Linked DNA regions of Mus musculus: all the other regions are linked to region 6. Evidence: chromatin contacts called from public ChIA-PET and promoter capture Hi-C data. All regions are on one chromosome and are shown on one strand. The core of a region is the stretch at or near the end of the contact, and the rest is flanking DNA. Distances in the headings are between cores, read along the strand shown. Region 1 holds the start of Oaz2 (ornithine decarboxylase antizyme 2). Region 2 holds the start of Rbpms2 (RNA binding protein with multiple splicing 2). Region 3 holds the start of Dennd4a (DENN/MADD domain containing 4A). Region 4 holds the start of Plekho2 (pleckstrin homology domain containing, family O member 2). Region 5 overlaps Plekho2 (pleckstrin homology domain containing, family O member 2). Region 6 holds the start of Parp16 (poly (ADP-ribose) polymerase family, member 16). Region 7 holds the start of Rab11a (RAB11A, member RAS oncogene family).

Region 1 (2,705 bases), core at 118-2,617, 460 kb after region 6:
ACTTACCTCATATTGTGATGGCCTCTCTCTCTGGACAGATTGTGACATCCAAGGTAGGTACATTGCCTGGCCCATTGTGGAAGCTTCCTGGATTCCTGCCCATGCTAGAAGCACATAGTATGTAGCTATTTACTGAACTTTGACTAAATGAACGGATGATTTGAGGTGACCACTGTGGTCTGAGAGTGCATCCTCTCCCTTTCCCTCTGCCCCACCTCTCTCTCTCTCTCTCTCTCTCTCTCTCTCTCTCTCTCTCTCTCTCTCTCCCCTCCCTCCCCCACCCCCAAGATAGGGTCTCACCATGTTACACTAAGCAGCCTGGAACTTGTTGCCTGCGTACTACAAGCTGGCCTTCAACTCACAGAGCCTCACCTGCCCCTGCTTCCTGGGTGCTAAGATAGATAAAGGCTTACACAGTCTCTACTGACTGCAGTCTAAGTTGACTGCACAGGTTTGACAACTAGGGTTCTCCTGTGAGTGTGGCTGGGATTTGGGGGTGTGTGTACATTGCTGCCTGGCCTCTGTGATTAGAGGGCCAGGTAAGACAGTGGCAGTGCACTAGGTGCCTTGCATGATCGATTGAAGCAGCTTGCACCGATTGGCTGGAAGCCACTGTCATTGTACTATGAATTGAAGGAAAAGATCTGTGGGATTAGATTCACACTGGAAATGGTGCTACTCTATGAGGAGTATTCTTCTATTTCAGATTTTGTTTTGTTTAGTGACATGGGTTTACAAATACTATTCTCCGGTTTCGGTTTGGCCACACACCAAAAGCAGCAAGTGCCCAGTGTGGTGAGGCACACTATTTCCAGCACTTGGCAGGACAGGAAGTAAAGGAAGGAGGATGGGGGTTTCCAAGTCATCTTCCAGTGAGTCTGAGGCTAGCCTGAGCTACAAAGACTGTATCAAAAAACAAACAAAAGGCAGACATGAACGAGTGGAGAGGGCTCAGCGGATAAGAGCACCGGTTGGTCTTCAGAGGACTTGGGTTCAATTCCCAGCCTCTACATGGCAGGTCACACTGTCTGTAACTCCTGTGCCAGGGGATCTGACATCCTCATATAGAGATACATGCAGGCAAAACACCAATGTGTATAAAAAATAAACATACATAAATGATTAAGAAAGAACAAAAGCAGAAATGAAGACTGGCCTTAGCCAAGCAGAACCTGAGTTCCTGGCATCGAGAGAGACCTCTTTCCCCTCTTCTCCCTGGCTACCGCCCCTCTTCCCGAGATGATAGCTTGCCCTTAGTACGCCTGCGCCCAGGCGGGGCGGTGCTTCGCCCTTTGTTGTGGGCCCCAGTTTCCCAGGACACCAAGCGGCGCTGGGTGGGGCTATGCAGATGAGGTACTTGGGGGCGGGGCGGTTGCGCGGCGGCGGCCGGGGAGGGTCAGTTGGAGGCAGGCGCTCGCTGAGGCAAGAGGAGGGCACTCGGCCCGCGGCCTGACAGGGACTTAGCCCACAGAGACCGGCCCGCGCGCGCGACCCCACACCCACCCACTCGTCCACCTACCCACTCCCCGCGCCGCCTCCTCCCACCCTGAGCAGAGCCACCGAGGATGATAAACACCCAGGACAGGTAACGGCCCGGCGCAGGCTCCCCGCCCCCATCCTCCCTCCGCAGCTCCAGAGGCCTTCGCACCCCCCCCCACCCCCGCAGCCTGCCCCCAGCCCCCAGGGGGCTCCATCCGCTCCCACTGTTCCTCTCGCCATCCCAGCCACTGCCACCCGAGTCCTGAAATCGGGCCTCCTTCCGTCCTTTAGCCCCCTTCCTCCAGCCCTGCCCATCCCCCTCATCCGGGTTTTCTCCTCGCCCGGAGCCCCCCCCCCCCAAAAAAAAAAAAAAACCTGGACATAGCCAGTCAGTCGCTCCGTTTTCTTAAGCCCAGTGGGACGGTGCCCAGTCCCCCATACTGTGGGCTTTCTCCCACAGATTCCCCGAATTGGTTCTTATCTTCCCTAAATCTTTCTTACTCCTCCACAAGTCACTTAATCGCTTTAAATCCATTCTCTAGTGAAAATTGCTTCCCAGGCAGACTCCTCTCAGCCCTGCCTGGCTGTCCCCAAAGACAAGCTCTGTCCGGCAGTTCTCAACTCAACCCTTTCCCCCTCTTCCCACCTCCTTGGGATGTGCAGTCCCACTCTCTTCCCCACCCTTCTCCAGGTAGGCCCCATTTTCCTGTCTGGGAACCCCCACTCTTTATTTCTCTAACACTATGGAGTCCATTCCTGCCCTCCAGCCTGTTTTTCCAATGATGTTGCCAACACTCTTCTACACACTCTTACCCTTTAAACACTACAAAGTCTCAGTTGGTACTCATCTTACCGCCCCCCCCCTTCTTTAAAATCATTACAATGCCCAACTTAGTCTCTCCCCTTTCCTGGGAAGATCATTAAGTGCTACCCCCTTTTAAATTTCACTCCAGGGCCTCCAAAACCAGATCCTGGGCCTTTGGAAGTTACCTACCTCAAGACCCAATCCCTGTTTCCCCCAGGATTTGAAATGCATTATTCTTTTGAAATGGTGTGGGTTTCTTAACTTTCAACCAAAGTAGGCAGAAGTCATCCCTTTAGTTACCCTCCCTTTTTCCATGTCCTCAGATATCCCACATTTCTGTCCCAGACAGACGCTCTTCTCCAAAGCTATTCCAGAATTTTCTGATCCCTCAGGATTTGTAATGCCACTTGCTTATGTATTA
Region 2 (2,903 bases), core at 106-2,605, 420 kb after region 6:
CCGCTACCAAGACTTAAGTTCCGTGCTTTGAGTCGGGGCAGTAGATCCCACCGGGAGACACCTGAGCCGAGCCCAATCCGCTCTCCTCTCAGCTATGGCTGCTCAAGGATTATCGGGGACTGCGGCTGGGATGTCTCAGTGCACATAAAGGAACCCATGGGCAGGGGCGCACGAAAGAACCCCAGTGCTCTGGCGGCTCCGCAGGGCAGTCAGGGCCGCTACTCTTCCAGTGCGACTTCAGGTAGGTGCCGGTTTTTTACAGGCTGCTGGCAGGAGACGTCCTGGTCAGCATTTATTCGGCCTGGGGGAAAATCCGGCCCTGAGGCCGCCCCCCCCCCCCCCCCCCGCCACCACTGGGTGGGAGTCTAGGCGACCCCGCCCTAGGCGTCAGCCGGCTCTTCCCTCCCCCACCCTGGGGTTCGGAATTGGAGCGGAAAAAGAACGAGCCGTGAGAAGTCTTAAAAGCGGGGTGGAGGTAACGAACGGAACCTTCTAGGTTAGTCGAGGTACCCCCCCTTCCTGAAGTTAAAAAGGATTGGGCTTCCTTCACCTCCTCTTTTGAGGTGACGGAGGTTGTGAGAGTGAGGAAAGAATTTGTATTCTAATCCCCACCAACTGGGCTGGAATCCTCTGGCCAGATAGGGGAAGTGATTTCCTCAAGGTCACTCAGCCAAAAAAAAAAAAAAAAAAAAAACTCTCGGTGACTTGCTCAAGATCAGGTGTTTGCCGCCCTACCCCTTCCTCGCCTTCACCCCCAAAACCCGGTCCCCGGCTGCTTCGCGCGAAGAGAACCGCTGGCCCGGACCCGACAGGAATTCGGGGCGAACGATGTGCTCGCGACAGCCTACACCTCCACATCTGGGCATGAAACCGGGAGCCCCGCTGCCGCCGCCGCCGCCCTCGCCCTGGCTGGGGATGCAACGTGCGGGTCACCTCAAGCTCCACCCAAGCCCGCGCGGCTCCTTTAAGAAAAGTTCTCTGAGAGAGTTCATCAAAGTTTAAAAAACTTGTCTGGGAGAAGGGAACGGTGGGGTGCAAGGGAGCCGAGTCGGGGAGAGAAAGGGAGAAGGGGGTGGGGGTCGACCAAGGAAGCGGAGTCGGGAAAACGCCGGAGCCAAGGAAGGCAGAAAGGCCGGAGCGTCGCGGCCCGGGCCGGGGCTGGGGACCGGGCCGGGGCCGGGGCGAGCCCGCACTGGGCTGCGGGGATTGGCTGCGCGTTCCCCCGGAGACCGCGCGCGGGGCGGGGGCGGGGCGGGGGAGGGGCGGGCCGGGCCCCAGCTGAGGCCGGTTCCGGCGCCCGCCCCCTCCTCCGGCGCCCGCCCCCCGCCGCCGCGAGCGCACTCGCGGGCCGCCCTGAAAAGCCGGAGGCGGTGGCCGCACGGGCTCCGCTCCCTCGGGTTCCCGGTGCCTTGCCCCTCCGGCCGCCTCCCGCACCCGCCAAACTTAATGTGATCCCCCCCCCCTTTCCTTTCTCCGTAGCCTGACGCGGCAGCAGCCGCTTTCCTCACCAGCTCGCACTCTCCTCGGGGGCGCACGGCTCGCCGTGCCCCTGCCCACCACGGGACAGAGCGTCCCGCTTCCCTCTCCGCGTCCCCCCTCACCATGAGCAACCTGAAGCCGGACGTCGAGCACTGCACGGGCGCGGGCACCGGCAGCCCGCTGGAGGAGGAGGTGGGTGTGCGGCCGCGGGAGCCGGCGCGCGTGAGGTGCACGCGGGGCCGCGGGCGGCGCGAGGTCCTGCGGGCCACCGCTCCTGGCGCCTTCCCTCCGCTGCCCTTCGCCCTGGGGAGGAGCAGCCCATGTCCAGCGGGCGGAGGCGTGCGGCCTGAACTAGCCCGGCGGGGCCGGCATTGTCTCCCCGCCCTCCGGGGCTCGAGGAGGGCGCGCGTCCCCGTGGTGGGCTCGGGGCGCCGCGGAGGTCCTACTCCCGCTGCCCTCCTTCCCCAAGCCCGGTGGGGCTTACGCTTCGCCTGAGGCGCGCCTCCTGGGTGGCCTGGACCTCCGCCCCGACTGTAAGGAGCTGAGAGGGATTATCCCGGTGGGTGCGGGAAGCTGGCTCACCCTCCAGCCTTTCCACCTCGCCCCCTCCCCGTGACCTTGGAGGCCTGGCCGGCTGCCCTGCGCTTAGGTTAGAGCTGTGGTCTCAGTGGGCAGGCGGGCTTTTCGCCCTGTCTCAGAACTTGGGCTTCTTCAGAGAGTTGAGCCGGCAATTTAATTAAAGTCGGAAAAGAGAGAAGTTAGAAGCCTTGAGTATCCCCTGTTCTCGCCCTTTGACCTAGTAGCCAAGCCAGTACCCCACACTGGCCAGGGTGGGATCTTCCAAGGAGAGGTGACATAATCTTGTCCAGCTGCCCTATGCAGAAAAAGAGGTTATGAGACCGCGTCAAGGAATCATCACTGCTCGTGGTTTTATCGCCTGGTGAGGACGACGTACTTGTGGGGGATAAAAAACCTTTAAGGTAACTTCGAGTGGAAACTAGGCAGGCCGGCTCAACTACTATGGGTTCTAGGCTCCTAGGGAGCTCTTTAACGTATGCTGTGTCACTCCAGGGCTGAGAGACCCTTCCTGCCCCGCCCTGGCATACTTTTGCCCAGGAAACCAAGGGCCAGTTATCCAGCCCTAGGGCCCTTCCCCTTGGTCTGGGGTAGAAACCGCAGAGGCCCTGATGTTTCTTACTGGTTGTGCTAATGAGTTGGTGCAGAATGACCCACTGTTGGGCTGGGCCAGCAAGAGGCCTGCTACCAGCTTCAGTGCACCAGTGGCATGACATCTTGAGACATCTTGATAATCTAGGTTTGGATCCTGGAACAAGGAGGCAGGGAATTATATGCAATGATTCACTCAAACGATGGAAAATGGAAGGGGGGAGACCGCTCCTGAGGTCTCTACTAGTAGCTCTGGA
Region 3 (2,767 bases), core at 266-2,765, 400 kb before region 6:
ATCATGGCTGACGTCAGTAGGGAGGATGGTTAAAAGACTTCAGTTTTTGCCAGGCAGAGGTGGTGCACGCCTTTAGTCCCAGCACTTGGGAGGCAGAGGCAGGCGGGTTTCTGAGTTTGAGGCCAGTCTGGTCTACAGAGTGAGTTCCAGGACAGCCAGGACTGAACAGAGAAACCCTGTCCCGGAAAAGCAAAACAAAAAAAAAAAAAGGGGGGGGGGAGGGTGTGGGGATCAACAATGGTATTATTTAATAATTTTCAGTGAAATTAGTGTATTTTTATCTACACAATATAATGTGATGCCCACACATTTTTTAAACAATTTGAACTATATTTGGTGAACTCAGTGTTGAAGAGACTCAAACTTAGATTTAAAAAAAAAAAAACAAACCCTCTCAATCAGGTTCTCTGGTCCATATGTTGTCTAGAATATAAATATAGATGCCATTCTTCAAGTACCACTCACTGTTCCCAGCTGCTTTGTTCCCTACTTGCCATTCAGTGGCTTCGGCCTGCAGTTAGAATTAAGGATAGTCTTGTATTTCTAGGCCCTATACAACGGAGCTCTCAACTCCCTCTCTAATCTAATGGAAGGCTTCTCCAGGCAAAATACATTTCTCATCAACACAGATTCCTCGCAGTTCTAAAAGCCAAGCTCCTCCCTATTGCAGGTTCTCTGCATGATCTTTTTGCTTTACTCAATTCTCTGGGGCCTTTCTTCCATTACTGGCTTCTTCCTGCACTTCAGAGAGGCACAGCCTTGATCACTCTGGTTTCAAAAACCACCCTGTTATCTGCTACCTAGAATTCTTCCTAGAACTTTTATGTTTCTTCTCCAAGCATTAAATATATTTGGTTGTTGTTGTTGTTGTTGTTGTTGTTGAGCTTCTCCCACTAGACCTCAACTCCCTCAAAGCAGACCTTTTCTGGTTCCCTGACTGTTGTGTGTCAGCCCTGCTGGGTTTTCCAACAATATTGTCTGGATGAATGAGTCCAAGAGAAGGAGTGGAGGTATAAAATAAAACTGTAATCTCGGTTGGCAATAAAGATGAAGCCTGTTTTGCATAGATTAACTTCAACCTAGAGGAATTTTTTTTTAAAAGGTCCTATTTCTTCCTTCATTTGTTCATAGAATTCCAGCTAACATTATTCAATACTTTTTAGGCATACACTTTACATTTCTGAGTAACTCTGTAGAGGTAATCAACCTTTATTATCCACATTTTTCAAAGGCATCTTGCCAATAGCCATTAACAGTAGACCTGCAGTCTAGTTTAAGTAGGCCATATCCAATTAATCAATGTAATGGACACCCTTTCAATCAACAATAGCTGTTTTATCAACGCGCTTTTCAGAGAACCCCTCTGAATTCCCCCTTTTCCCTGACCTCTGTCTCGGGACTGAAAGCTACTGGTGGTTGCTAACCGCTTAGGGGGTTTTCTGCAGAATACCAGTGACTTTGGTGGGCGGATCTCAGCTCAGACCACTGCACCAAGCAGCAGTGCCGGGAAGGAAGAAGCAGGTCTGTTGGCCATAGCTGGATGCTTGTGAAAGAGGAAGGTACAGTGCGCCTTGTTCTTACTCGCCAGGGGCTCGGAATCTCCCAACCTGAAGGGGAACCACGACGCGTTTCCCCAGCTACACTCGCCGTCACCAGCCAGCCCGGCCCCACCCCGCCCACAGCCCCACCCAGCGGCCCGCCCACTTGCGGGACCCTTGTTAGTCCCCTCCCCCCACGACCCACCCCCTAGCTCGGCCCATTCCTGCCCCTCGGGTCAGATTCGGCCTGTGATTGGTTTTTGTTGCCATAGTCCCCGCCCCCATGTCTTTACCGTCACTCCCAAGATGGCGCCGGCCGCGGCGGGTTCGGCGGCTGGTGCTGAGGAAGGAGGCGGAGGCTTTGGCGACCGCGCGGGGAGGGGGAGTCCCGTCTGACTGAGACGGCTGGGCGGAGCGCCGGGCCGGGAGATGAGCTAAGCTGGCTGCAAGCGCCGCGACATTCAGCCCCCTCGTGTCCCGCCCGCCGCGCATGAGGGGATCAGACTCTGCATCTCAGGCTCTTCCCGGTGCTCGCGCGGGGGCCGGCGGGGAGGTGAGTGGCGGGGGCGGCGGCGTGGGCATCGGTGGCATAGGGAGCTGTCACGGCCCTGAGGAGGTGACTGGCAGGGGGACGCCGAGCCGGGTGATAGGACTTGGAGGGCCGCTAGGCGCGGGCAGCTGCTAGGAGGGGCTCTGGCCGTCCCGGAGGATGGCGAGATGCTGTCGATGGCGTTCGCGCGCCTCCGTGTGGGAACGAGCGCGGGACACCGGGGGGGTCCCTCCGGACTGGCCATTTGGTGCTGGCCTGGGGCTGTTGTTGTTGGGGTGATGGGGCGGGGGCGGACGGTGGGGAGGTCCTGAAGCTGGGATTTTGACAAGCTCGTTACGTAAGGTTGCTTCCCGGAATCCCACCTGCTCTGGGTTTCAAACCCGCGGCGGGGGCTGCTTTCCCGCGGCTGTTCAGTCCAGATGCCGGGGCCCGGCTGGGGCTCAGGTTCCACGTGAGCCCGGCCAGCGTCCAAGTTGACCAGTGTGTGTGTGTGTGTGTGTGTGTGTGTGTGTGTGTGTGTGTGTGTGTGTGTCTGTGCACACGCGCGCGCAATTCTTGGTCATCACCACTCCTTTTGAAGTTTATCTCTTTCTAGAGGGGAAAGACGAAGGAGGGGGCAGGGGGAGAAGGGGCAAAAAAGCTTGTGACCTAGAATTGGGTCGCAGCGACATCTCTTTTA
Region 4 (2,700 bases), core at 161-2,660, 370 kb after region 6:
TTTTTGATATCTGGGAGTCACAAAGTAGCCATGTTAGAGATTAGGGACCAGAGGGAGAACAGGGCTGACTTTGCTGAGCCCAGGAAGCCCCAGGAGAACTTCCTTTAACTGGGGACCAAAGCAGATCAGGAGATGGAGTAATTCTGACCCACATCCTCTGGGAGCACGGGGAGGGGCTTTGGACAGAGAGCACAGCCATTGCAGGAGTGGAACCGAGGGCAGGCAGCCGCCATGACAGCAAGGAAAGAAACCACAGCAAAACATAGTGGCCTGACTTTGACCCCTACCTGTACCCACTCTGAGTGCAGGGACCACAGTTAGGTCTAGCGGAGGAGGGTAGGCCCTGTGTTTCATAGAAGAGGAAACCCGGGCTGAGAGGGGAAGTGACTTATCTACCACCTCACAGAAACTCGGGGTCTAGCCTAGAGGGAACAGCCAGCCTTGCAGTGACTCCAGGAAATACGCAAGTGCTCACTGACAGGAATACGGATGGCTGAGCTCACTGAAGGCTCCCCAGCTGGCCTGGGTGGCTACAGGAGGGAAGGCTTCATCTTCTTCCCCGCCCTTCAAGGGATAAGAATGTCTTCTTACTCGTGCAATAAGTGACTGCTGTATACTGAATACTTGGATAACGAGAATGTGGCCAAAATCTAGTTTGTATGCAGAGGGCAGAGGAGGCCCAAGGGACGTTGCTGATCCAGTCCTTGCTACCGGGAGACTCAGTTGACCTGACCCTTCAACTAACATCCTCTGATAGACACAGCTCAAGAGCACTGGGAACTCTGAGATATTTACACAAGGAAGACAAAAGCAATTTCTTCGTTCCTGCCATCAGGCTCCGTTACAATCTCAGATTTCTTGAAAACAGTGACCCAGGACCCTGAAGAACTTCCCTCCCCTAACACACACCTCAGAAGCAGACCTGGCTGAGGCAGGCAAAGAAAGCCAAGAAAGGGTGTAACGGGATTCAAGCACAGCAACCCTGTCTACTTTCAGCAAGTCACCCAACTCTCCAGAGCCTCAGTCTCCCCATCAATCCAATGGGAACCATGACAGGCACTGTTTCCAGTTGGTAAGAAACGCCCAAAACATAACTGAGGATGCTGTCGGCGGGATGCAGACGAGACCTCCATCCCGCCCCTACCCCATTGGTCCAGGTTCTGCTTGAAGGGAAGGACTGTGCAGAAAGACCCGTGGAAGTAGGACGGGCAGCACCCGAGCCCAGCACTCTTGTTCCGTCTGGCCCAGCCCTCGCCCTCACCTCCTCCTCCATGGCGAGTTTGCAAGGTCCGGCGGCTTCGCCGCTTACTGCTGCCCGCGTTGCGCGGGCTCCGCTTGCTCCATCTACGCGCAGCCGGGCGGCGGCTTGCTGTCTTCTGTCCCGCCGGGCGCCCGGGGCCCAAGAAACTTCGGGGGGCGGGGCTGGAGCCGGGGAGGGGCTTCCGGGGGCTGGGGGCGGGGCCAGGGAGGGATACAGCGGCCTCCAAGCCCCCGCCCGCAGCTGGGTGAGGAGCATGGCCGGGTGGGGGGTTCAGGGGCGGGGCCAGGGCGGATCCTGGGCGGGGCCTGTCTTCAGCTCCGGGAATGGACGGAAGAACCTAGGCGGAGCTGAAGTAGCAGGAAGAGGGCGGAGAGAGGTTTCCCGGACCAAAGCAGGGAGAAGGACTGGGAGGGGGTAGAGGCTAGGGAGGTGGGGGATACGGAGGGGGAGGGGGCTTCCGGCCCAGAGGCGGAGGCGAGGGATGCTGGCGGGGTGGGGCAGGGCGGGGGCGGGGCGGGGCGGGGCGGGGGCGCGGCTGACCAAGCAAGCCCGGGAGGCAGTGGGTAGCTGATGCCTTTGAGGTTGCCTAACCCAGTGGGCCTGGGTTGCGGGGGACTGGATCCAGCTGCCAGGGCAGTTCAGAAATGAGTACACAAAGAGGCTCGTCCCCTTTCTTCCCCCAATTTGAAGTAGTGGCTATGGTCTTCGGTCTGTGGAACTTCAGGGTGGGGCCGGCCATGAGCTTGGAATTTATGACCAGAATCAAGTTTGGACTCGGTTCCTTAATAGAGGGTCTCTGAAATCCCAAACTCTGTGCTCTCCTTTCCCTCGTTCAACCCCTTTCTGGTTCTCATGTTGTGAGCCGACTCCATCACCCTAACTCCCTTCGGCCCTGACCTGACCACGTTGCTAGAGAGTGAAGAAACCCTTTAAGTTCTACCATGTACTTTTATTTTTATTTTGAAGAAACAGGCTCGGAGAGTGACTGTCACAGCCAAACCTCCAGCATCCCGCGCGCGCGCGCACACACACACACACACACACACACACACACACTATCTTTCCTAGTCAGGTGTGCTGCATGCTACAGCACCCAGAATTTTGTGCTTGTGGGATAGATTAATGATGATCTGTTTTGACTCTGGGTGACCTAACCTCAGCTACATCAGTTGACCAAACTTCTCTTTCACTGCCCTCTGCTGGCCTTTGGGCTCAGGTCCTTTTCAGTTCAACGTGAAAGAGGATGGAACACACTGCCCCTCGTGCCTGGAACTGGTCCTTACACCTAAAGGGTGGAGAGGGGTTGTGAGATGACCTATTGGTTAGGAACACTTGCTGCTCTTCCAGAGGACCTGGCTTTGATTCTCAGCACCCACATCGTGGCTCACAACTGTCTGGAACTCCAGTTCCAGACGATCCGAGGTTCTCTTCTGGCTTCC
Region 5 (2,771 bases), core at 140-2,639, 340 kb after region 6:
CTATATAGGACTTGACCATCTAATAATGAAGAGCTTGCCTCAGCGTGTTTCCTGTCTCCTGAGTGTCAGTCAGGGAGCCACATGCCAGAGGACCCCGTTTTCTTGTACTTGGTGTCTATGTATCTGTTGGTGCTGGCATCACCTACTTACTAAATCCTTCCTATATGACAGGCTCTGGACTAGGTGCCCTATCAAAATGATCATCAACAATTCCTTCCTGAGAGATGGGAAAGACTCTGAGGGGCTAAGCAGCCAGCCTAAGCCTCGAAGCTGGTGAAGTGATGCCAGCGACACGGTTCTCCCTTGGAATGTGGCCTCATGCCAATGTTGACACCCCCCACCCCCACCCCAGATGTGGTCTCCAAGGAAACACCAATCTCACACCTAACTAGAACTGAGCGTGGAAGAGCCTTTTGTGTCTGTGCAGCTATCAAGCTGGGATCTCTTCTTTCTTTTCTGGGGTGTGTGTGTGTGTGTGTGTGTGTGTGCTGGGGTTCAAACCCAGAGTCTTTTACATCCCCACTGACTCACACCCCTAACAGAGTTGCAGATGATTTTTCTTTTCTGTTCTTTTTTTTTTTTTTTTTTTTTTTGAGACAGGGTTTCATGTTGCCTTAGCTGGCCTCAAACTCGACAGATAGCTGAGGGTGACATTATACTCCTGAGCCTCGTGCCTCTACCTCCCAAGCACTGGGATTACAGGAATGTGCCACCACACCCTGTTCTGGTTTGTGATTTCTTTAAAAGGAATTTTTAATAAGAAACCAAAGAAAAGCCAAATATACACACATACCACACACATTTTTAGCAAAACAGATAAGCAGGTTTGGATCCTCCCTCTGAGCTGTTACTTCCTCATCTAAAACTGGTGATTGAGACTGGACGGTCTCAAAGATGCTTATCAATCTACATATCCTGTGATGCCATGATTGGTTTCTCAGCTGGACAGTGGGGACATGAACTTCAGGAGCAATACAGGGGGACACTGTCAACTAACTGACCAGTGCCCACCCCTTCCCTGCCTAGGAGCCACCCTGATTCCTTCTCCAGGCATTCAGAGGCCTTAGCCAGCTTAAGCATCCGTGGGCTGCAGCCTTTCAGTGTCCAGACCCCCAGCTTTCAGCTTCCAGAGAGGTCCTGTTACTTCACTTCGGTTTAGTCTGTTCCCTTCTTAGCCAATCTCCCTCCCACTCCCAGCCTCGCCTAGACCTCCCTCTCCTCCCCAGTCCAACCAGTGGGACTTTCTGGAAAGCCCCACTCTGAGCTGACACAGGATGGGGAGCAGAGAGGCTTGTGGGTGGGTTCCTGCAGAGGCTCAGGGCTCACAGCTGTAGCCCTTGGAGCCTCAGTCATTTCCCTTCCCCCGCCCACCCAGCTGGGAGACCATGAGTTTTCATCACAGCTAAGTTGTTGCCCTTATAAGGGAAGGCCCTACGAGCCAGAGCCCGAAGCACACCCTGCCCGTGGCCTGCTGGTGAAGAGCCAGGCAGGGCCTTAGGGCATCCTCCAGATGTGGAAAATGGGGATGGCCCAAGCCCAAATGTCTGGGCTGAACATCTACCTGAAGCACAGACTCTCTAGGGAGCTAAAAGGAAGCCCTCAGTTGTGGGCTCTGGCTAGGACCTGCCAGGGAGTCATAGCCCCTGGCCCTAATAGTAACTCTGGCCTCCTAGGCAGATTCTTAATGTACTAGGCTGTGAAGTTGGTTGAATGCTGTCTTTCTCCTGAGGTTTCTATGACAAGAACAACTCAGTAGACTCAGCAAACATAGGTATTCTATGAGGCTACAGTGCTGGCCTTATTAAGCACTCCACAGGAGACACAGCTCCCCACAGAATCAGTCCACATCACACACAGGAGGCTCTGCCGTGAACCAAGGCAGTTTTTCCTGGTCCCTGTCTCTACCACCTGGCTGGGTTTTATTCAGTGCCAGGGATGAAATGAGGGCTTCATTTATGCTGGGCAAGCTCTGTGTAGTTGAACTAGGTCCTCTGCCCATTCCTGGGGGTTGAATCCAGGTACATTCACTTCCAAAGCTGAATTTGTTTGTGTTTGTTTGTTTTGTCGTCATCGTTGTTGTTGTTTTCCCTTTAGACCCTGTTTCCTCCAGAATTGTGGGATTTTGTTTGTTTGTTTGTTTGTTTGTTTTGTCTTTTGGATTTTTTTGAGACAGAGTTTGTACAGTGCTGGCTGTCCTCGAACTCAGAGATCCACCTGCTTCCAGAGCCCAAACATGAGTAGACATGGAGAGGGGACAAGAAGACCGCCCCTGTACACCAAGACCTTGTCTTGTTGCTGAGCTCTATGTGAAAGCAACCAAGTCATGGTTTGCCAAACTACCCACAAGCCTTCAGACGCCCGAGGTGACTGCAGAAGTGTTCTACAGAAAGGCTCAGCTTTTCTGCACGGGCCTCCAGCCCCAAGACCAGAGGGAAAGAAAGTTCTTACCACATCCTTCCTTAGTCCGTTGTTGGCCACCAACACATCCCAGTAAGCTAGTTCCTGGGTCAGGGTTAAACAGAGTAAGGAGACTCCTCTCCTATAAATGTAGCTGTCACATGCCAGGCTGGTGGCAGGGAAATTCACAAGGGTCACGGCCACAGTTCATGCATCCAAGGTCAGGTGCTTCCTGTTATGTTGGCCACAGAGTCTATCCAGTAGACTCACAGAGGAAGACAGGAGCCAACCTTTGGCAAGCACAGTAGTGAGATTCTCCTCCCCCCCCCCCCCCGCCTTAAAGTTGAGCCTCACAGACAAGTTCCTGGGTGGGA
Region 6 (2,939 bases), core at 108-2,607:
ATAGGCTCTCAGACATTTTGGTGATTCCAAATCAGCCCAGGCCTTACAACAACCATTACCATTTGGACTCCTGGGGGTGGTTTGCATCATTGTTTGGCCTGGGAAGCTCTCTAGGGTCTGAGAATATAGTTCTGCCTGTCTTCCCTCCCGAAGTCTGAGGAGCACAGGGCCAGGTCCCATTCGGATGCCCAAGAAGGGGGTGATTTCTCAGAGAGCAGAGCCAGTGTGTGTGTATGTTTATTTATCTAATTAATGGTTGTTTTTGTTTTTGTTTTTGTAAAGTTTTGTTTTGGGGTTTGTTTTTGTTTTTTTTGAGACAGGGTTTCTCTGTGTAGCCCTTGCTGTCCTGGGATTTGATCTGTAGACCAGGCTGGACTTGAACTCAGAGATATGCCTGCCTTTGCTTCTGGTGTGCTGGGACTAAAGGCGTGAGCCACCACCTCTCAGCACGTGTGGGGTCTTTAAAGGGGACTTTTAGTCTAACAATTCAGCACTGGTCTTAGATTTCTATGTGACCAGAAGGCCAAGTGCTTTTTTTCTAGTGAGGTCTTGAAGAAGAAGAGGTAAAGGGAATCTGTTCTTACATTTTTTATTTTATTTTATTTATTTATTTTGGTTTTTCAAGACAGGGTTTCTCTGTATAGTCCTGGCTGTCCTGGAACTCACTTTGTAGACCAGGCTGGCCTCGAACTCAGAAATCCTCCTGCCTTTATTTTAATTTTTTAATGTATTTATTTTATGTATGTGAGTACACTGTAGCTGTACAGATGGTTGTGAGCCTTCATGTGGCTGTTGGGAATTGAATTTTTATTTAGGACCACTGCTTGCTCTGGTCAACCCTGCTCGCTCAGTCCCTGCTTGTTCCGGCCCAAAGATTTATTTATTATACATAAGTGCACTGTAGCTGTCTTCAAACGAATTAGAAGAGGGAGTCAGATCTCATTACCAGTGGTTGTGAACCACCATGTGGTTGCTGGGATTTGAACTCAGGACATTCAGAAGAGCAGTCAGTGCTCTTACCCGCTGAGCCATCTCACCAGCCCTACATTTATTTATTTTGTGTATACGTTCACATGTGGGCACACTTGAGCCTTGGTGCAGGTGTGGAAGTCATAGGACAAATTGCTAGAGTCACTTAGCTCCTAACATATGGGATCCTGGGATAGAACTCAGGTCGTGAGGACGGACAGCAAGTGCCTTTACTCGACCAGTTGCTGAGTCATCTTGGGGTCCGGTCTTTTCCCTTCGGCAGGGTTAGGTCATTGTTCTCCCAGTGCCTGTTTTCCCGACTTCCTGTTAGAGGCCTTCGAAGGAGGAGGATCCTGGGAAATCTGAGGTCAGACATTTGAGCAATTCAGAGAATTGCGGAGGCTGTAAGGTAGAGAGGAAGGTCTTTGGGTCGGCTACAGTGTCTTGAGAAAGTATTGTGTCACTCCGACCTTCAGTTTTCCCTGGGTATCAAGTGGCTTCTTGTGTGCAACGTGTCAGCTCCAGAGGAAACCGATTTATTCAACAGGTGGCAATTCCCAAGGTGAGCGAGGCTGGCTCAACCCGTGGAGCCAGGACAAAGACAATTCCCCGGGGCGGGTCCCGGGGCGGTTTCCACTTGGGGCGGTGGCGAGGATGACTAGCAGCCGCATTGGGCACCTTTGCCCAGCACCCGGGGCAGCTGGGATCCTCCGGGACCTGTGGGCGGGCGCGAGCTGAGCAAGGGCGCGGGAAGGGGCGGGCCTGGGCCGGGTGGGCGGAGCGGCGTGAGAGCGGCGGGCGGGGAGGTAGGCGGTGGCTGCTGGCAGTGTGGGGCGGCCAGGACTGATCGGCCGGGTCCCCGGGGTACTACCCACGCCGGGTGCAATAGCGACAACTCCATACCGGGGACTCCGGGACTGGCGGGACCCGAGAGGCGACTCTCCCAGATCCCGTGTTTCCCCGCACTGAGCGACCGTGCCCAGTGTCCTGCAGAGGACGCTCGCCGGCGCGTTCTCACCAATGTCAATTTGTCACCCCTTTGCCTAGCTCCACCCCCCGGGCTGGAAAACCTGGCAGCAGACGGTCTACGGTCCCCCGGGCCCAGGCCCCGCGCTGCCCCTCCTTGTCTCCTCCCGGCCACGCGCTACGAGCCCGGGATGCAGCTCTCCAACAGGGCAGCAGCCAGGGAGGCAGCGAGCCGCGACGTGCTGGCTGCGGACCTCCGCTGCAGCCTCTTCGCCTCGGCGCTGCAGAGCTACAAGCGGGACTCGGTGCTGCGGCCCTTCCCCGCCTCCTACGCCCGCCACGACTGTAAGGACTTCGAGGCCCTGGTGAGTCCGTCCTGATCCACCGTTGCTCGCTGCATCCTGGGCCAAGTGGCCCTGTGGAACGGCAGGCAGGAGCAGCTCCACCCGTGTTAGAAAACACGCCAATTCCCTGGACTTCCCACCCAGCCTGGCCTTGGGGAAGGTTCCCATCAGCAAGAACACTCCTAAACACCCTCGTGCAGACACACTGCCAGGTCATTCGGTGGCTGCTTCCTTTTGTCAGTGACTTAATCCCAGGAGTGATGGAATAGCTACATAGTCCTCCACAAAACGCTCTAGTGTGGCCCTAAAGGGGCGTTGATCTGAACCAGCTGTTCTGCCTAGATAAGAAGTTGTCCCTCCCTCTGCAACTAGTTAGACTTTGCCCTTCAGATGAAGTTACATATTAACAGTACTTATATAAACTGCCACGCAGTGCACATAGGCGTTGTTACTTTCTGATGATTTATAATTCGGAGTGCTGGGATGGATTACAGGTTTCAGCACTTCGCATGACCCATACATAAATCATATAATTTCTTTAAGAGTTAGGGTATTCCAGATGTCAGTTATCATTGTAATCCAAATATTTGGAATTATCTGGAAAGATATAGCTTGCCAAAATTGACTCAGTGAAGAAAATAGAAAGTCTCCAGTAGTGGT
Region 7 (2,859 bases), core at 205-2,704, 480 kb before region 6:
TTGAAACTCCACCCTCCCCAGAAAAGCTTTAAAAGCAAGGGCTTCTTCCTCACTGGCAATGATCTTTGTTCAACAAATTACTGATGGCTGCCCTTCTAATTCAGGAGCAGAGCAAGGCTACGAAAGTGAGAGCGCATTCATGAACAAAAAAAGCGTTCACTGTACTCTCTCGTCACTGAGAACTGTATCCTTTCACTTCAGCTTCTTCGCGGACTCAACCCATAAGCAAGTCTCTATTTACATTCTTCCCTGTTCTGTCCACCGGCTCCACATTTCCCCCCATCCTGTAATAAATTCTTGATTTCACTAAAAGGGCACGCTAGCACTATAACCCTCTCTCACTGTTTGGGAAAGGTATGTGACCAACCAGGGTTCTTCCCTTCCTGTCGGATCCTCCCAGTATTGCAGCAGGAAGCAACCAGTCCACAGTGATAAGCTCGCTAGTATTTGTGCAGCGCACAACCTTTCCTGTTCGGGAACTGGGCCTTCAGGTCTGGCAGGGATAACAGCCACCACCCATCCGCAGCCCCTTCTCGAAAGCCAAGTAAAAGGAGTTATCCCGGTCTGGTTGTAGCTAGGCAGGGACAGAGATGAAAAGGGGGGGAAAAAAAAAAAAAAAGAAAAACGCGAGGTGGGAAGTCATCTGCTTGCCTGGACACTGCGACAAGTGCATGAACGCCAGGAGTGATGGACAGCCCCTCTTGCCCTCCCCTTCTCTCCCTCCCACCAGCCAGGTCGCTCCGGAGTGCTAAACATTAGTTGCCCGTCTGTGGGGAGGGAGGGGACAGTCCGCGGGTACTGACCTCGAGGTCTGCGGGGATGGGGGTGGGGGCCCGGGGACGGGCGAATCTGGCCGAAGCCCAGGAAAAGGCTCACGAGGAGGGAAGGGAAGAAAAGGGAAACGAACAGAAAAGAGAAAAAGCAACACCCCCGCCCCCCGAGCCAGTGGGTGTCCCGATATGGGTGCTCAGCCCAGGCAGGGGCCTGTCAGAGGGGGGACGTGAGACGAGCAGCAGCATCCAAGAGGAGGGGCTCGAGACGCCCAGGGAAGGAACTGCACGGCCGTGAGGGACGCAGCCATCGGGGAGGACATACAGAGAGGGGCGCCGCGGCTCGTCAGGCCTCCCAAGGGCGCGGGAACCCGGACGAGCGGCGGGACCCCCGACGGGGCGGCAGGAAGGAAGCGCCGAGGCGGACTCCGACCAGGGCAGGGCTGGCCCTGCGCGGGTCCCCCGGGAGTGTCTCGGGCCCCAAATGGGCTCTCGCTGGCCCACGGCCTCACCTTTAAAGAGGTAGTCGTACTCGTCGTCGCGGGTGCCCATGGCGCGGCCGAGGAGCTGAGGGGCGGGAGCGGCGGTGGCAACGGCGGCGGGACCAGGGGGCGTCGCTGCAGGGGTAACCCGAGCGAGCGAGGAGCTTCAGCTGCCGGACCCGGTGACGAGCCCCGCCCTGTATGCGTCACTTCCGGAAGGCCCCAGCCCCTCGCAGAAAGTACTTCCGGAGAGATGGCACCCCGCCCATAAGCTAGGCAGGGTGGAATGCGCAGGAGTGGACACCACATTCTCACCCGGCTTTGGGAAGGCATACAGGAAAAACAATCCTAAAATGGTCCTTGGAGCCTTTGGCTTGTTCTTCTCCCCAATCATTCAGAGAAGCGAAGTGTAAATCTTTTAGTATCTGGCTTCCGGTTGGGGGCGGAGTTTTGTCAGCATTAGAGACCCGAAGGCACTGCTGCCTCCGTGCTGGTTCCATGGTGTAATGGTTAGCACTCTGGACTCTGAATCCAGCGATCCGAGTTCAAATCTCGGTGGAACCTGCTCCCTTTTCTTCATACTTTTAACTCATATTGATTGTATTCTTTAGCTCATATTGAATAATAGAATAACCTTGTTATATCTGCTCTTGGATTGAACCACAGGTAGCCTTTACCTATGAAGACTACACTAATCAATCTTGTCAATTCAGTAGTATCTGATCTTCATGGAGACCTATTGAACTCTTTGGTTTTTCTTAGCCTTGGAGAAAGTTTGTTACTTGATTCCTTTTGCTGGAATTTTATACCCTCAGCTTCAGTTAAGGATAGGCACTCCTCACCCACTCAATCTCTCCACAAATCTATTGCACTATCTCCAGATGTCATTAAGAGAACTTCGCCCACCCTTTCTCATAAAGATTCAAGATCTTGAGTCCTATTTTCTGGCCTTCGAGCTAAGCCCGATTAAATAAATTTTAACACAAGAAGAATGGCAATTCCCATGTTAGCAAATATCAGTGTTAAGACTCAAGAAATTTGCCACAGCATCTCCTAATAATTTTGTTCTTGTTGTTTGAGGTGGTTTCACTCCCCCTCTGTACCCCAGAATATAGCTCAGGCTGGCCCTGCTGTCCTCCTCTGCCCCTTCCCACCTCCACCTCCGTCCACACAGAGGCATAGTCATCTAATAATTCCTGGGAAACAGATGTTTGTCATTCAGCCTACAGATGGAATTCAAATTGCTAATCAACTGACCTTAAGCAGAGATGTTATTTTTTTATTATCTGAATAAGCTCAGGGTTGTCCTTAAGGTCTTTCCAAAGTTGGAAGGAGGATTGTCAGCAGGGACGAGATGTTCTTCCAGACAGCCACCAGCAAGTCTGAGGAGTTCCCTTATCTATTAGGGACCTGGATTCGGAGAAAAACTGATTCTTGACTTTGCTGCAGCAAAACATTTCAGGATGAACCAATATGTGAGACAATCAGACTTTATTAGAAGAGATTTTTAATATAGATTCTAAGCTATATACTTAAGAGGAAGTGAGGGTCTCAGAAAGAAAGGTGTGGCCAAGAACATGTCTGGGAGTGCCTCAGAGAGGACTAGA

What was found. Promoter capture Hi-C pulls out the DNA fragments that hold promoters and counts their contacts. ChIA-PET counts read pairs in DNA pulled down with a chosen protein or histone mark.
Region 1: a contact with region 6 is called in a promoter capture Hi-C map of pre-B cells. The contact joins the promoter of Oaz2 here to the promoter of Parp16 in region 6. A contact is called at or near these places in 2 of 39 promoter capture datasets (erythroid cells and pre-B cells), 1 of 484 Hi-C or Micro-C datasets (natural killer cells) and 1 of 115 datasets of contacts at active chromatin or transcription factors (pro-B cells).
Region 2: a contact with region 6 is called in a promoter capture Hi-C map of embryonic stem cells. The contact joins the promoter of Rbpms2 here to the promoter of Parp16 in region 6. A contact is called at or near these places in 2 of 39 promoter capture datasets (cranial neural crest and embryonic stem cells), 2 of 484 Hi-C or Micro-C datasets (CD8 T cells and embryonic stem cells) and 2 of 115 datasets of contacts at active chromatin or transcription factors (bone marrow-derived macrophages and embryonic stem cells).
Region 3: a contact with region 6 is called in a promoter capture Hi-C map of erythroid cells, with 28 times the contacts expected there. The contact joins the promoter of Dennd4a here to the promoter of Parp16 in region 6. A contact is called at or near these places in 1 of 39 promoter capture datasets (erythroid cells), 2 of 484 Hi-C or Micro-C datasets (the G1E-ER4 cell line and Th1 cells), 3 of 115 datasets of contacts at active chromatin or transcription factors (effector CD8 T cells, embryonic stem cells and memory CD8 T cells) and 1 of 9 other capture datasets (adipose tissue).
Region 4: a promoter capture Hi-C map of erythroid cells shows a contact between it and region 6, with 31 times the contacts expected there. The contact joins the promoter of Plekho2 here to the promoter of Parp16 in region 6. A contact is called at or near these places in 9 of 39 promoter capture datasets (the C10 cell line, the HPC-7 cell line, embryonic stem cells and 4 more), 17 of 484 Hi-C or Micro-C datasets (B cells, CD4 T cells, CD8 T cells and 11 more), 15 of 115 datasets of contacts at active chromatin or transcription factors (the SCID.adh cell line, bone marrow-derived macrophages, effector CD8 T cells and 6 more) and 1 of 9 other capture datasets (embryonic stem cells).
Region 5: a contact with region 6 is called in an RNA polymerase II ChIA-PET map of effector CD8 T cells, with 12 read pairs. The contact joins the enhancer-like site here to the promoter of Parp16 in region 6. A contact is called at or near these places in 1 of 484 Hi-C or Micro-C datasets (muscle stem cells) and 4 of 115 datasets of contacts at active chromatin or transcription factors (effector CD8 T cells, embryonic stem cells, memory CD8 T cells and 1 more).
Region 7: a contact with region 6 is called in a promoter capture Hi-C map of erythroid cells, with 8 times the contacts expected there. The contact joins the promoter of Rab11a here to the promoter of Parp16 in region 6. A contact is called at or near these places in 5 of 39 promoter capture datasets (cranial neural crest, erythroid cells, frontonasal cranial neural crest and 2 more), 4 of 484 Hi-C or Micro-C datasets (CD4 T cells, embryonic stem cells and regulatory T cells) and 1 of 115 datasets of contacts at active chromatin or transcription factors (memory CD8 T cells).

Annotation. Positions count from the first base shown.
Region 1 is chr9:65,675,181-65,677,885 of GRCm38.p6, forward strand. Oaz2 (ornithine decarboxylase antizyme 2) reads left to right here and starts at 1,368. Exons shown (of 5, transcript NM_010952.3): 1 at 1,368-1,585. The coding sequence starts at 1,566.
Region 2 is chr9:65,629,227-65,632,129 of GRCm38.p6, forward strand. It overlaps Rbpms2 (RNA binding protein with multiple splicing 2), which reads left to right and starts at 1,356. Exons shown (of 8, transcript NM_028030.3): 1 at 1,356-1,671. The coding sequence starts at 1,603.
Region 3 is chr9:64,809,496-64,812,262 of GRCm38.p6, forward strand. Dennd4a (DENN/MADD domain containing 4A) reads left to right here and starts at 1,516. Exons shown (of 35, transcript NM_001162917.1): 1 at 1,516-1,525; 2 at 1,845-2,091. Gm36459 (a long non-coding RNA gene) reads right to left here and starts at 1,920. Exons shown (of 3, transcript XR_379559.2): 1 at 1,832-1,920; 2 at 1,451-1,607.
Region 4 is chr9:65,578,677-65,581,376 of GRCm38.p6, forward strand. It overlaps Plekho2 (pleckstrin homology domain containing, family O member 2), which reads right to left and starts at 1,411. Exons shown (of 6, transcript NM_153119.3): 1 at 1,262-1,411. The coding sequence starts at 1,273.
Region 5 is chr9:65,549,847-65,552,617 of GRCm38.p6, forward strand. Plekho2 (pleckstrin homology domain containing, family O member 2) reads right to left here. Exons shown (of 6, transcript NM_153119.3): 6 at 2,731-2,771. Among named protein-coding and RNA genes, the nearest start is that of Gm51712, 12 kb to the right of the region's middle. Within about 2 kb of position 1,390, at least 303 of the 459 cell types and tissues checked have an H3K27ac peak or open chromatin away from gene starts, as enhancers often do. A contact at or near this core is called in effector CD8 T cells, embryonic stem cells, memory CD8 T cells and 2 more, where this site is marked.
Region 6 is chr9:65,213,333-65,216,271 of GRCm38.p6, forward strand. It overlaps Parp16 (poly (ADP-ribose) polymerase family, member 16), which reads left to right and starts at 1,358. Exons shown (of 7, transcript NM_177460.4): 1 at 1,358-1,531; 2 at 2,017-2,300. The coding sequence starts at 2,127.
Region 7 is chr9:64,736,302-64,739,160 of GRCm38.p6, forward strand. It overlaps Rab11a (RAB11A, member RAS oncogene family), which reads right to left and starts at 1,455. Exons shown (of 5, transcript NM_017382.5): 1 at 1,283-1,455. The coding sequence starts at 1,322. n-TQctg9 (a tRNA gene) reads left to right here and starts at 1,745; the gene lies at 1,745-1,816.